5 separate regions of the Sus scrofa genome follow, and regions 1, 2, 4 and 5 are each linked to region 3. A link is a contact called in public HiChIP or PLAC-seq data. All regions are on one chromosome and are shown on one strand. The core of a region is the stretch at or near the end of the contact, and the rest is flanking DNA. Distances in the headings are between cores, read along the strand shown. Region 1 overlaps PLCL2 (inactive phospholipase C-like protein 2). Region 2 overlaps TBC1D5 (TBC1 domain family member 5). Region 3 overlaps PLCL2 (inactive phospholipase C-like protein 2). Region 4 overlaps TBC1D5 (TBC1 domain family member 5). Region 5 overlaps TBC1D5 (TBC1 domain family member 5).

What was found. HiChIP or PLAC-seq counts read pairs in DNA pulled down with a chosen protein or histone mark.
Region 1: a contact with region 3 is called in an H3K27ac HiChIP or PLAC-seq map of alveolar macrophages. The contact joins two enhancer-like sites. A contact is called at or near these places in 2 of 2 datasets of contacts at active chromatin or transcription factors (alveolar macrophages and skeletal muscle).
Region 2: an H3K27ac HiChIP or PLAC-seq map of alveolar macrophages shows a contact between it and region 3. The contact joins two enhancer-like sites. A contact is called at or near these places in 1 of 47 Hi-C or Micro-C datasets (liver) and 1 of 2 datasets of contacts at active chromatin or transcription factors (alveolar macrophages).
Region 4: a contact with region 3 is called in an H3K27ac HiChIP or PLAC-seq map of skeletal muscle. The contact joins two enhancer-like sites. A contact is called at or near these places in 1 of 47 Hi-C or Micro-C datasets (liver) and 2 of 2 datasets of contacts at active chromatin or transcription factors (alveolar macrophages and skeletal muscle).
Region 5: an H3K27ac HiChIP or PLAC-seq map of alveolar macrophages shows a contact between it and region 3. The contact joins two enhancer-like sites. A contact is called at or near these places in 1 of 47 Hi-C or Micro-C datasets (liver) and 2 of 2 datasets of contacts at active chromatin or transcription factors (alveolar macrophages and skeletal muscle).

What each region holds. Positions count from the first base shown.
Region 1 is chr13:4,192,022-4,194,729 of Sscrofa11.1, forward strand. The region is part of intron 6 of PLCL2 (inactive phospholipase C-like protein 2); the gene reads left to right. TBC1D5 (TBC1 domain family member 5) reads right to left here. Exons shown (of 24, transcript XM_021069682.1): 24 at 1-2,708. Among named protein-coding and RNA genes, the nearest start is that of PLCL2, 200 kb to the left of the region's middle. Within about 2 kb of position 1,355, at least 6 of the 83 cell types and tissues checked have an H3K27ac peak or open chromatin away from gene starts, as enhancers often do. A contact at or near this core is called in alveolar macrophages and skeletal muscle, where this site is marked.
Region 2 is chr13:4,209,048-4,211,747 of Sscrofa11.1, forward strand. All of the region lies in intron 21 of TBC1D5 (TBC1 domain family member 5), which reads right to left. Among named protein-coding and RNA genes, the nearest start is that of PLCL2, 220 kb to the left of the region's middle. Within about 2 kb of position 1,409, at least 10 of the 83 cell types and tissues checked have an H3K27ac peak or open chromatin away from gene starts, as enhancers often do. A contact at or near this core is called in alveolar macrophages, where this site is marked.
Region 3 is chr13:4,028,015-4,030,714 of Sscrofa11.1, forward strand. All of the region lies in intron 2 of PLCL2 (inactive phospholipase C-like protein 2), which reads left to right. Among named protein-coding and RNA genes, the nearest start is that of PLCL2, 37 kb to the left of the region's middle. Within about 2 kb of position 1,432, at least 8 of the 83 cell types and tissues checked have an H3K27ac peak or open chromatin away from gene starts, as enhancers often do. A contact at or near this core is called in alveolar macrophages and skeletal muscle, where this site is marked.
Region 4 is chr13:4,266,711-4,269,446 of Sscrofa11.1, forward strand. All of the region lies in intron 19 of TBC1D5 (TBC1 domain family member 5), which reads right to left. Among named protein-coding and RNA genes, the nearest start is that of PLCL2, 280 kb to the left of the region's middle. Within about 2 kb of position 1,476, at least 4 of the 83 cell types and tissues checked have an H3K27ac peak or open chromatin away from gene starts, as enhancers often do. A contact at or near this core is called in skeletal muscle, where this site is marked.
Region 5 is chr13:4,229,619-4,232,318 of Sscrofa11.1, forward strand. The region is part of intron 20 of TBC1D5 (TBC1 domain family member 5); the gene reads right to left. Among named protein-coding and RNA genes, the nearest start is that of PLCL2, 240 kb to the left of the region's middle. Within about 2 kb of position 1,438, at least 34 of the 83 cell types and tissues checked have an H3K27ac peak or open chromatin away from gene starts, as enhancers often do. A contact at or near this core is called in alveolar macrophages and skeletal muscle, where this site is marked.

The sequences.
Region 1 (2,708 bases), core at 105-2,604, 160 kb after region 3:
GATTGACATTTAGGTTGCTTCCCATGTCTTGGGTACTGTTCAGGAGTTGACATATCTTTTTGAATTATAGTTTCGTCTGATTAGATGCCCAGGAGTGGGATTGCTGGATCATATGGCAGCTCTACTTTTAGTTTTTTAAGAAAACTTCATACTGTTCTCCATAGAGGCTGTACCTGATTCTTGGGTTTTGGTTGCAGAAAAATGCTTGGAAGAGATAGCAGAGGAACCCTAGACCTGCTTGTGTCACCTCAGAGTGGCACTGAGGGACCTGCAGCTTCTGGAGACTCAGGGTGATGGGAAAAATTAAGCCACATGCACATCAAGCTGCTGGGCAAGGCCAGAAGGGATGAATGTGAGGCCTGTTTGGGGTGACAGCCAGTCTTGGCCTGGGCCTGGTGCGCCCTGAGTCAGGGTCTGCATGGAGAAGCAGAGGAGTCAGTGCTAATGAATGCGAGTCTGTGTGCCTGACGCACAGTGAGGCCACACAAACTGAAAGGTCAAGTTTGGAGCAGAGGACGCTTTCTGAATGGAGATGGGTGGCTTGTGCCCCCAAAACCTGAACTCCCCTGAGGTTTTCAGCAAAGCATCTTTAAAGGCCAGGTGAGGGAAGGGTAAGTGATCAGCTTCTGCACAATTCTCTGACTGGGTGCCGTGACAGGGTAGTGTCACCAAGGTAACATTATCAATCTTTAGGCTCCAGGGGGCCTGAGGGCTGCTTGCTCATGGTCAGATAGTTAACATCTTCCGTTTGGTGGGGATTTTTCACATCTGTGAAACAACTCAGGAAGTGGGCATCAGATACTGTTCTCTGAGTACTTCAGGGAGGAGCTAAAGGAGAGGATATGGGGAAGGGCCTGTCCATTGCATCCCCCCCTTTCCTTTGATCCTCAATCTTGAGAACAAAAGGGGTGTTGGATAAGTAAAGGAGTCATGTTTCAGATAAGGAGGTTAATAGTAAACTTGACAGAGGAACCACAGGGTCCTCTCCAGCAGACACTGCTTTGAGAATGAGGCCGACACAACTCAGTTCTTGGCAATACAGGAGCGTGTTTGAAATCACACCCCCAATGGCCACCCAGTCTCACCTTGGATGTCTGACCACTTCTCTTCACTTTTGACTTTCATATTCATTTCTCACCTCAATGGCCAAAGCAGATGTCAGTGTTAATGATTTTAGTGCTTTTCTAGATATGAGGAGATGCAGGAATTGGGCTCATAAAATCTTCTCCTGAAAATATCTAACTATCTGAAGACCTGTTCTGTCATTTTTTCCCAGAGCACAGAGGGCCTCACTCCTGATGTCCACCCTGCACTCCCCACAGGGGGTGTTGGAGGTCAGTGGCCGCAGTGGCTTGTGACTTAATCCTCATACAAGGCAGATGGCAAGTGCCAGTTTTTAGTTGGCAGGCCTTCCTTATGGTCATAAGTGTGACATGGGTTGGGAAGCACTTCATGACCACTTTGCCCGTGGTGCTAGAAATGCTCTTCCTAAGTCAGGCAAGGATTTCCTTCATAGGCTCGTCAGTGTGCTAGTCACTAGACTAGGCTTTACTAACAGTAGTCAAAAGTCTCTGGGCACCTGTCTTACCAATCTGTTATGGTCCAGGAAAAACTCCCTCTTGTTGCTTCTTCACACATCTAGAATTGCAGTGTTAGTTATTGTTCTTGTATTATGACTATATATCTGGTCAACTATTTCAAGTTGCCTTGTCATCATTATTTTTTATCAGAGTTCAGTCACACATTTGATAGTATAAGAATTAATTCTGTAAAACAGGAAATATACATATAATATAGCTAGCAATATAAGTGAGGTCATAAATTGTTGCAAATATCTCCTGGTTTTGCCAGACTCTGGGAGGGGATGTGCTAATTTCTTCCTCCTTGCAGCCATTCACTGGTGGGCTGGGTCAAGATGTGTCTGTGAGCTGAACAAAAGGTATTTTAGTTTACCTTTCAAGCATAGGGCAGGGTTTCCTGAGATGGCCATTAGGTGTACTTTGAGCTACAGGCAACATCCCTTTAGTGATGAACTTATAGCAAAAGCAATGGAATATATAGGTTAAAGGAAGAGAAACAGATCTAATATTCAGTCAGATTTGTCACTGCTCCTACAGCTCTCCACTGACACTGTCCATTCCACAGTCTTGCAGGAAAGAGGCAGTGACCACTCTGGCTGCCCCTGTTGAACAGGGGCAGTGAGGGGTGATCATGGACTAGAACTGATCAGCTTTCAGCAGCGAATCTTCCTTAGAGTATTTAGTAAATAGTACAATTCCCTTTCTTTCTTTGTCGACATTTATTTGAACCTGATGAAGCCCCTTAGCACTTTTGTTGTCTAATTTGTAATTGGACTTGGGCTTTTGGTTCCACTTCCTGTACCTATCTGTTAACTTTAACTTTCCAACTCTACCATAATTACACTAGATTCGTGTGCTGTTCAGTTGAACAAGACTAAACAAGTGGGTTGACTCATCCTTCTCCATTTATACTGAAACTGCAATCTCAATACTTGTCTTCTTGAGCAACCGTAAGCCTTTTGAAGGCTCACAAACCTATTGCACTCTAGGCCTTTCGGGGAGTTGGGCCATTTTCTGACAACACTGGTGCTGCTTTAACCTAAGAGTGATGAATCCATGGCTTTCCTCCAGCTGACTTAACAGATGAAGGCCTGGTACCACATGTGGTCCTGGCCACCTTGCAGTCAG
Region 2 (2,700 bases), core at 159-2,658, 180 kb after region 3:
ATAATTAGAGAGCGAATGTTTTTGGTTTCCTTAAAAGCCTGTAACAATTTGTTCTCTCTCAATAAAAAAACACAAAATCCACCCAACGAGACATTAAGACAAACAACTGCAGAAAATTGACAAGAAACAGTTCTGTGGGTCTTTTGGAGGACTGAAAAGGTTGCCTGGGATTTTGTGACTGCTTGGCTTTGAAGGCAGAGCTCTGAGTGCAGGGTTGCCTGGGCAGTTTGGAAGGGCAGTGGTTCTGCACCCCTCCCCACCGCCCGCTCCCCCGAGCTGCTAGGGGGGCAGACTTCCTGGCTCCAGGGCCCTGAGGGGAAGTTCAGCCAGGGGGTGCAGGAGTACCAGGACTCGTGGAGGAAGCAGAGGGTTCTCAGGTCCAAGAAAGTAATGGAGGGAAGCCCCGGAGGTCAGACCCAGCAGATCAGAAGGGCCGGGAAAAGGGGCAATCTGCAGAAACCAAATGGGATATGGATATCCTGCTGCCCCTTTGATAGTCTAGCCAAAGGGCTTGGCCAAAGTGCCCGGTTCCTGCCCCCAGGGTAGTGGTGGGACCCATGGTCACCAGCAGTAAAGACCAAAAGCCTTTAGGGTCGTTGGCTACAGACTGACAGGGCAGTCCGTGGCTTCAGTGAGGAAAGAGGCCCAGAAATACTCAGGGACAGAGCCTTCCTTAGAGGCTAGCGAGGGCACTCAGAGGCCCTTCCTCAAATAACAGAGAGACAGACACGTGACGCCATGCTGGCAGGGAGAAGAAGCAAAGTGGGGACACTAACTGGAGGCCTTGGCCCAGATAAGATGGGTAACCTGGAAGAGATGGAGTTGCCTTTACCTGGCAAGTTTAGGCCTCACACTGCCATTGGTGGGAATGGAACTTCAGAGCAAGAAGCTTCACTTCTGCACACCTGAGTTTGGGTACGGAGAGTTACTCTCCCACTGCAGACCTGAGACTGTACTAAACCATACTGGCTGTGTTGGCCGAAAGCGCCGTGAACCAAGAAGCCCTTGCCACCCTCTCTTGGATGCCCTGCTTTGCTGGGAGCCTCCCAGAAGTCTGTGTGCGCAAGCGTGGTGGGGGTGCTACTTCGGGGAGGCTAGGAAGGGAGCAGTGGGGGGCACAGGGCAGCAGTGCATTGGGAAGAGGGAACAAGAGACGCCTCTTGTTCTTCAGGATTAAGTGGGAATACCGCTCCCTGTTTCTAAAGGCCGCTCCCCTCTGCACTCTCTGTTGCTGAGACCATGGCAGCCACAGCCTAGATCTTCCCGGCAGGCCTAAAGAGGTGGTGGAGCTGCTGGCAGGAACCCCAACTCCACCCACCACCCCCTCCTCACCAACACGTCCCGGATTTTGCTGTGTGTCCTCCCTGGCACCGAGGGTGGCCACGTGACACCGCTGTGGCCAAAGAGCGGTAAGGGAAGTGCCTGGAGGGAACTTCTGGGAAGCTGACTCAGTCTGTGCCTTCTGGGCCTTCACTCTCCCCACCTGTGCTGCCTGAAAGGCTGGTGGAGCCCCTGGGCCCCCTTACAAGCATGTAAATGAGGCTCAGGGCCAAGGGCACTGGGCAGCACACCTGCTCACAGGTGTGTCTATTCTACTTGTGTCTATTCTACTCTTTTGGGGGTTTTGTGTGGCTAGCAGCTGTATGAGTTTCAAACTAGGTGGTTTAAAACAATAGAATTTATTCTCGCTCTGGAGGTGCTAAGTCAAAGCCAAGGTGTTGGTGGGGCCACACTTCCTGCAGCTTCTAGGGAAGTGTTCTTTTCTGCCTCCTCTGGCTTCTTCTCAACTTCATGACATCTGTCAAGACCCTATTTCCAAATAAGGTCACATTCACAGATTCTGGGTGAACATGAACGGTGTGTGTGGGGGGTGCCCACTATTCAGCCCAGCAGAGCAGCCAGATTGCCCACCTATTACACAGGATGAAAAGCATAGCTCCCTCTAACACAAGGGGATCAAGGCCAAGGACACACCCAGAAGGGCAAGAGCCCAGAGTCCTCGTGTCATCAGCACCATCCCCTCACTCAACAATTCTCCAGCCCCGTTTTGTGGATTAGAGCAAAGCTCACCTTTTAGAATATGATGAAGAGCAGGACCTTCTCTTCTGAAAACCCACATATACATAAAATGTTCACTTTATTTTAAGGATAAACCTCTGCTATAATCATCTAAGCTGTCTCGCCACACTTTAAGAAATTCAGAGTACAGAAATCCAAATCAAAACAAGAAGGCACCTTCAGAGGCTGCTAAATGTCTTGGACACAATAATTTTTCTTTTTTCTTTTTATGGCTGCACAGGTGGCATATGAGCCCAGGCTAGGGGCTGAATCAGAGCTGCAGCTGCCAGCCTACACCATAGCCACATGGATCTGAGGCACATCTGTGATAACGCTGGTTCCTTAAACCACTGAGTGAGGTCAAGGATTGAACCGGCATCCTCACGGACACTATGTCAGGTTCTTAACCGGCTGAGCCACAATGGGAACCCCAAGAATTTTCATTTAACAAAGTACTGACTGTATAAATCGTTGCCTAGGCAGTGCCATTAGATATTGACTTAAGGTAGTATTTACAAACATTTGACTAACAGATAACTTCTCAGTCGCAAATCCACTGCTTTAAGTAAGTTGCATCTGCAAGTAAAAATAGGAAAACATGTCTTTTCATACCTTAAAATATTAAAGGCAGAAATGTGACAT
Region 3 (2,700 bases), core at 182-2,681:
TTAACCCACTGAGCAAGGCCAGGGATTGAACCCACACCTCATGGTTCCTAGTTGGATTTGTTTCCACTGCGCCACGACAGGGACTCCATGTTTTTATTTAGTACATTTAAACAATTGCTGATGTTCTTTGGCTGAGTTTTTTTTTTTTTTTTTTTTTTGGCTTTTTAGGGCTGCACTCGTGGCATAGGAAGTTCCCAGGCTAGGGGTCAGATCTGAGCTGTAGCTGCTGGCCTACACCATAGTTGGGCTGAGTTCTTGATGTGGTAACTTAAAATGTCCACTTTTAACACACAGATTTGGCTGTTTCTTGAGATTGAGGACCTGGGTTTGAACTCTCCTTCTCCCCACTTACTGTTGAGCAAGTCACATTAGCTTCTGTCTGCATAGCTTCCCCATTTATGAAAAGGGGAAAATAATAATAATGCTTCCTTCAGAGGCCTACTGTGCTGATCTCCTGAAAAGGGGTGTATTACAGCATTTGGCACAGGCCTTGGCACACAAGGCACTCAGTGGTTTTATGTATCACTGTTCCTGTGTTCTTTGCTTTTGGCCATGCCTGTGGTATGTGGAAGTTCCCTGGGCCAGGGATTGAACCCATGCCATAGCAGTGACAATGCTGGATCCTTAACTGCTAGGTCACCAGGGAACTCCGGGCACTGTGTTCTTATTAAATGTCTTCTGGGATCATTGAGGTGAAGTGCACTGAGCAGACAATGACTAATGAGGAAGCTTAGGAGCAAGAATATTAACTTTCTTGGTTGCTGGGGTTGAAATTTGCATACTACACCTCAGATGTACTTCTCTTATATTCTGTAACTTCCTTTTTATTCTGTCACCAATTTAATAGTGCTCCGGAGTCCCCATTCCTGTTCAACAAAAGGCGGCGATATGTCAAAAATAATTCTGGTTTAAAACAGCCTATGTTGGCTTAAATGCTGTACCTTGGATAATGAGGAAACTTAAAGTTTAGGGTGGTTTCCTCTGTCTTTAGATGGTTTTTCTCTCCCCATCCCTAAGAAGCTGTTGAATTGGTCTAACCAGTCATGGTTACTGTTACTCAGTCGTGGCCTACCCATTCATCAACACTACACCCACATGTTCTGCCTTCCAGAGTGTCAAAAGATGAGCTGGCCTGGGTCCCACCTTGTGGGCCGAGGACCCCAGCCTCTCTGGAGGAGTCAGCTCCTTTACACAGTAGTTCTCCTCCCCTCTCCTGTGGAGTCAGTTCTCACTCTCTCCTGGGCCATTTCCACCAGCACACATTCTGGGATTTGTCCCATGTTTCCTCGATGTCACTCCTCTGCTGGCTGCTGCCCAATGTCTTTGTCTCCCTTTGTAGCAAACAACTTGGAGACTTGTCTGTGCTCACCATCTCCACCTTCTTAAACCCACTTCCCTCAGGTTCCCAGTCTTACTGCTCAGCAGAGAGCTATTCTTATCAAGGTCACCACGCTCTTAAACCCATCAGTCGGTCGGTTGTCAGTCCTCTCTTCAGTAGTATAGCTCTTGGTCCCTCATTCTCTGCTTTGATACCCTCACTTTCCAGGGCTCCCCACTCTCCCAGTTTTCCTTCTGGCTCACTCATCAGCCTTTTCTGTCCCCCCTGGCTGACGTCCTCCTCTCCCACCTTGAAATGCTGTCGTGATCACAGCTTTTTCGCTCTGTGCTTTGCTGTTTACGCTCTTTTGATGCACTCATCCTGCCTCCTGGCAGTAAGTGCCATCTAGATGCCGACCACTCCCAAATTTATCTCTCCAGCCTAGTGTCTCTTCTGTACTCCTGGCTTGTAGGTCCACCTGCCTAGCAGCCCACTTAGTGCATCTCAGCGCAGCTCTCCTGTTCCCTTCCCATCTGCAGCCCCTGTCTTGGTGTGATGGCAGCCTGCTGGTGGTCCAGGCCCTGGGGTCTCTCTGATGCTTCTCTTTCTCTCTCTCTCTCTCTTTTTTTTTTTTTTTTTTTTTTTTTTTTTGCTTTTCAGGGCCACATTCTCAACATATGGAGGTTCCCAGGCTAGGAGTCGAATCGGAGCCACAGCTGCTGGCCTTTCCCACAGCCACAGCAACGTGGGATCTGAGCTGCATCTGCAACCTACACCACAACTAAGCAATGCTGGACCCTTAACCCACTGAGCAAGGCCAGGGATTGAACCCGCAACCTCATGGATCCTAGTCGGATTTGTTTCTGCTATGCCATGCTGGGAGCTCCTCTTTCACTCTCTCTCTGATACATCACATCTAATCTTTCAACAAGTTTTTTTTGTCTCTATCTTCAAAATATATCTAGAATATGAGAGTATTATCCCTGTGATAGCAGAAATAATAGGTACAGCTCTGATTTGAACACAGTTCTGTTAGGCTCCAAAGTCTTTTCTGTTATTTTGCATTAATACATATTTTATTTTCTATTTGTATAATTTTTAAAAATTTTTTTATGGGAGAGTTAAGGAGACCATTCAGAACTAAGGGCAGGCAAAGAATATTTCAGAGAACCTTTAGAATTCTCCTAATTTGTCTCCCTAGTTCTATAGGAAATTTAAATCTAATCATATATTAGGCTGTGTTTTCTTCTGAACAAACCCAGGTCTTCAAGAAATAGGAGTTGAAACCCTCCTCTAATGAGCTAATACACCACAGGCTTCTCTTTTGTTGTAAATGCTGGGCTCTCAGAGCTGGTGTGGTCAGTCTGAGGACAGGAGCAAAC
Region 4 (2,736 bases), core at 226-2,725, 240 kb after region 3:
TAGAGATATACTCTGCAGCAAGGTATCTCTGGGATAACAAAACTCTTGTTAAAAAGCAGCCAGAGAGTGGGTGGTGGGAGCTCAGATTTTAATTTTAGGAAACTAATTTAAGTCCTATGAATTCTCACCACATCAAATGACCACATCACTATCCATTTAAGTGCAATAACGGACCAAGCTAAAGAGCAGATACTAAAAGTAAACAGCAGCCTTTCACGGAATCCCCGAGCTTGAAAAGCCCTAAACTAAAGGTCAGCTGGTTCAATTATCAGAACAGAGCCAGAAACTGTACCTGTGAAACGAGGAACCATATATAGAAGTAAGATCACATCCTTCTTTTGCCGCAGTATGTTTTTCTAAGATGTTAAGAGAACACACCATTCTTCTCCTAATCACAATATATTATTTTCTGTAAATTTATTTAAAAGCACAGATATCATGGTGACATATCACATTTAGAACAGTATTTTAATACTAGTAGTATGACTATATTTTAAACTAAGGAAGACATGAATTTCAATTGATACTACTTCCTTTTTTAGTGTGAATTTGAGTGGAGGATTCTGTTTTTTTTTTTAATAATGTTTTAATTTTTTCCATTATAGCTGGTTTACAGTGTTCTGTCTCTTTTCTACTGTACAGCATGGTGACCCAGTTACATATACATGTACACAGTCTTTTTTCTCACATTATCGTGCTCCATCATAAGTGACCAGACGTAGTTCCCAGTGCTACCAGCAGGATCTCAGTGCTAATCCATTCCAAAGGCAATAGTCTGCATCTATTAACCCCAACGGAGGATTTTTAAAGTTAGTCTAGACTTCCATTTAATACAGAATTCCTCTCTATAACATATTTTATCTAAAAGATTACACAATAAAAGATGAACCTAGCTACTTTAAATATTTATATATTTCTAAATTTCACAGGAGGTGCTGAATATGGGTTATTTTTATTTTGCATTTCTTAAATAAACCTTTTCTAGATTTTGAACAAATGGTTACAATAAATATTATCTTTTTATTTTAAGCCACTGTCAATTACTGTGCAGAGATTTGCCATGCTGAACTTTAATTCTGTTAATTAATTCATAATACAAAGCCTATACTTAAAAACATATTTCAAAATTGAGTTATAATTCTTTTAGGTAAAATGTAATAAGTACCTCTGGCTAATACATACAACAATATGCATAGAAACAACATATAATATAATCAGAGCTAATTTGTCAAATACTGTCACAAAGCACTAATGCCATAAAAAGAACACCTCAGCGTGAGCTGCCAAATAAAATGTGGTTAAAATAACCATAAAATATAGAGTGATCATGTTTTTCAAGGAAAGGGGCTGGGACAAACTTAATTAAAAAAAAAACAAAAAACAAAAAACCCCAAAACCTCACATCTTAGCCATATTCAGCACCGCCACCACTGTATGACATGTGAGGGGACTTTTGTTCTAAACAACAGTGCCACCCAGTGGCTGAACAATGGAGTGAACTGATAAACAGCATGAATGGAGGGCAGGCAAAAAGGAAAATGGAGTTTCGGAGGCGGCAATGAGAACACTGCAGGCAAAGAAACAGACCACAGTGCCATGGTAACTGTACCTGGGAGGTCAGTTAGAGTCTGGACAGGAACAGAAACCTGAGCATCACTTCCTGTAACTACATCGCCTGGATTTCATAAGAAAAAATAATTAGATTTCATAAAAAGGAAAAAAAATCAGCTTTTCTTTCATATTTAATGTTGTAATTCTTTTACTTATCAACCTAATTATTAAAAGTACAGTGAAACAGAAAATACAATCTTAGAAAGATGAATATAAAGTATTTTTTAAAGAAAATAATTTTTTAAAAGTGTTTCCCAAAAAGTTTTTGTGCATGTTTTCCTTAGAGAAAAAAACAAGTTTCTACTAGTCTGAAGCATAGGAATCTTTAGCAATCAAAAGATTTTGCTGAGCAGATTTTGTTATGCTACAAATAACAGCATGATTTTATATGTTCTTATTTTTTTAAAAATGTCTTTATCCATAAGTAAGTTACATGCATTTAAGAAGTAAGCATGCTTCTCAAATTGACTTCCTCCTACAACAGACAAAATTTATTTTTAACTAAACTTGAAGTCAGTTTCATCTGTGATAAAATAAAGACCTAAACAAGTTCTAATTTCATATTAGGTAATGAAAAGATTTCATAAGTTACCACATGCGCTTATAAATGTCAACATGTAAAAATAAATCTGTGAACTGCATACCCTTTAAACTTGATATGCTTATTATAGGCGAGATTTCATTTACAAATTGGACCTATAGTAAATGCTTAAAATGTTCAAATTCAAAGAAACAGACAAAGGAAGGGAGGGATAGAGGAATGCATTTTAAGACTACGGGAAAGAAAGGAAAAGGAAACACCATGCAGCATTTCACAGGAGCACTGAGAAGGAAGATTTTTGGGGTTCTCTGGTTTCTCTCCTGGGTGACAAAGTTCAACATGAAGCACAGTCACTACCAACAGACTCATCCCCTGGAGAGATCACTATCTGAAGTCCTACGCTATTTTGAGTTGAACAAGCTAAAAAAAGAGCCTTCTTAAAGGGAACCATATTTTCTATGTATAATAATGTATCAGCAACAGATCTGCTTTCCCTGTAACTTTTACACAATAGTAAAAAAAAATCAATTTTTGAATTATACAACAACCCTGGTCCCATGACACACTTGCTGCAATTATGATTT
Region 5 (2,700 bases), core at 188-2,687, 200 kb after region 3:
GATCCACCACTGCCTTAAGTTCTGGATGGTCAACCGATGTGCAAGCCAAGAAACTGATGGAGGATTAGGACGTAGGGCCACATGCAGACTATGTGTGCAACACAGCATCGGGGGACCTGGCGGCCTCTCAGGGAAGGACTAGAGGACAGGGCTACCCCATCGGAAGGGCAAGCTGCTGGCATCTAACCCTTTTATAGTGACTGTAATATGCTTGGCCCTGGGCTTCGTATGCATTAGATCATTTAATCCCCACAACAAACCTATGAGGTGGATTCTCTCATGTCCTACCTGAAACGTGGTCTCCTGTATAAGCCAAGCTCTCTAGAAGTGATGCCAAAGTTGAGATGGCTGTTTGATAACCAGGCCACTTGGCCCATTTCTCCCATCTCTTTCCTGTGGACATTTCTTTCTTACTCTGGATTACTAGGCCCTCCAATGAATAACTTGATCTCTCAGTTTCCTTTAAGAGAAATTCACTATTGGTAAGTCCTAACCCCAAATGGCTTTCTACATTGTTTTCCTCCAAAAAACATTCAGGTAGGATTGGCTGTGATTTCATTTTGACTGGATCTGGAGAAATGGGTTCTGAATTTACTTTTTTTTTTTTAAGTGGTGTTTCCACCCACCATTCACCCCCAAAGAGCTGATACACATCATTACACTTCCATGGACAGGGCACATCTCACTTGTTTGAATGGTTTTATAATATATGGATTTTATATATCAATTTTGTTAATGCTTCAATGTCTATTTCTTGGTTAATAAGAGGGTGAGCTTTTGTAGTTTATTGTTTAGTCACTTATCAATTTGTTCCACAAATATATTCATTTTCATTGTGTTAGGCCTTGCAGGAAATACACTAATGAATGACACACGAATTCTGACCTCTGCAAATGTAGAGGGAGGTGAATTTAGAAGGAGGAGAGGAGCACATGCAGGAGCCATGAAAGGGGAGCCTCTGCAATAATGGGGAAGGCAGACAGCTTCTAATCCACAGAAATGCCTACAAGTGAAGGCAGATTTTCTGGAAGAGGTAGCATTTGTAATGGGTCTTGAGGGAGGAGGACTTGGCTCAGAGGAAAGGATGAAGGAAGCTGTTTTAAGTAAACAGTCAACAGTGGACTGGAATTAGAAAAATGGGGGCAAGGGCAAAGAGCCTGAGCTGAGTCAAGGCGTGGAGAGCAGCCGGAGCTGAGGCTCCTCTTCCCTTCCTTTCAGCCCTCGTGTTTTTCTGAACTGATGTTCTGGGGGCTGTGGCCCTGTCCTAAGCACACAGGCTGCAGGGGAGTCCCTGTCCCTGGACTAACGGAGAGCCCAGCATGTCCAGTCTGGAGAAAAGCAGGGCAGGAAGAGCACCAGGGTGGAGTTCCACTTAGCTGCCAAGTTGGTGTCCTCAGATTGCAGAGAGGCAGACAAGGAACTGACAGCGACTGGCAGGCAGCAGGAACAGGCTATATATAGCAGCCGGAAGACAGGAAAGACGCCCAGTCTTTGTGGAGCAGATGGGTGAGTAGGGAGTGGGAAGTGAAGGAAACGGAAAGTCTTGAGGAGAAAAAGTGGGAAGGCCCCGGATGTTCAGAGGAAGCTGTGGTTACACAAGGGCGAAATACACACATGGAAACCCAGCCAGGGCGTATGGTGTCAGCAGAGGAAGGCACGCTCAGGAAACACAGCAGAGGAGCACGAGGAAGGCTTTTCAAGAGCATAAAAATAAGTGGCCTGGGTGTGTGACCAGGGCACCCGTGCTGGGGAGTAAGTGGGAGCGCAGTAGCCAGCCCCGGCATCCGTGTGTATCACATGGGGTTTGTGAGACCCCCGACCCCAGAGCAGAGCTCGCTGGGCCTGTTTCCTGCCTGTAAAATGAGGATAATAATCTCCCTACCTCGGCTGATCGCTGGAGGACTGAATTACATGAGATATTCCAGATGAAGTGCTGGCACACAGTAAAATGTTCATTTTGTTGTCTCCAGATTATTAATATAGTTCTAGGAAGTTATTCCAAGGAATTATGGACACATGCAAAACAACCCCCAGGGAGTTCCTTATTGTTTCGATGGTACCATGCATACACACATTCCACACAAATCCTAAATGGCTAATGACAGGGGACTTGGGTAACTAGTGGTACACTGATGCACAGAATATTATACAACTCAAAGTCAAATGTTCTCACAGGAGAACATTCAACAATAACATATCATGTATTGACTGGAAAAGTGGTAGGTAAAGAATGATTATGCTTTTGGTGTGTGGGGGGGTTACTGTCCAAATGGTGGGATTTGTATGTCATTTCCCTCCTTATTTGTTCTGGATTTTCTACAATGAATTCAGATTATCATTTCTGTAAAGATCAAATCAAATCATTATTCAAATAACACAGCAGAGAGGAAATAAGAAAAAAGGTAAAAGATAATTACAAAGGACAAAAAAGGGGCAGGAAGAGCACCAAAATTGATTCTGAATCAAATTCTAAGCACCTCTATAGTCTAAACAAATCTGTTCTCTAAACAACACTAAACAGTAAGAATAACTCAAACGAGATAATTTGTAAAAAAGTAAATAATTATAATATTTGGTCCAATGTACAAACCCTGAGCAGCACTCTCAGGGTATCATCTTCTTTCTCCGCACTTAAAGTGAGAACATCCAGGACTATTCAACATAGTACTGAAAGTTCCAGCCAGAGCAATTAGGCAAGAG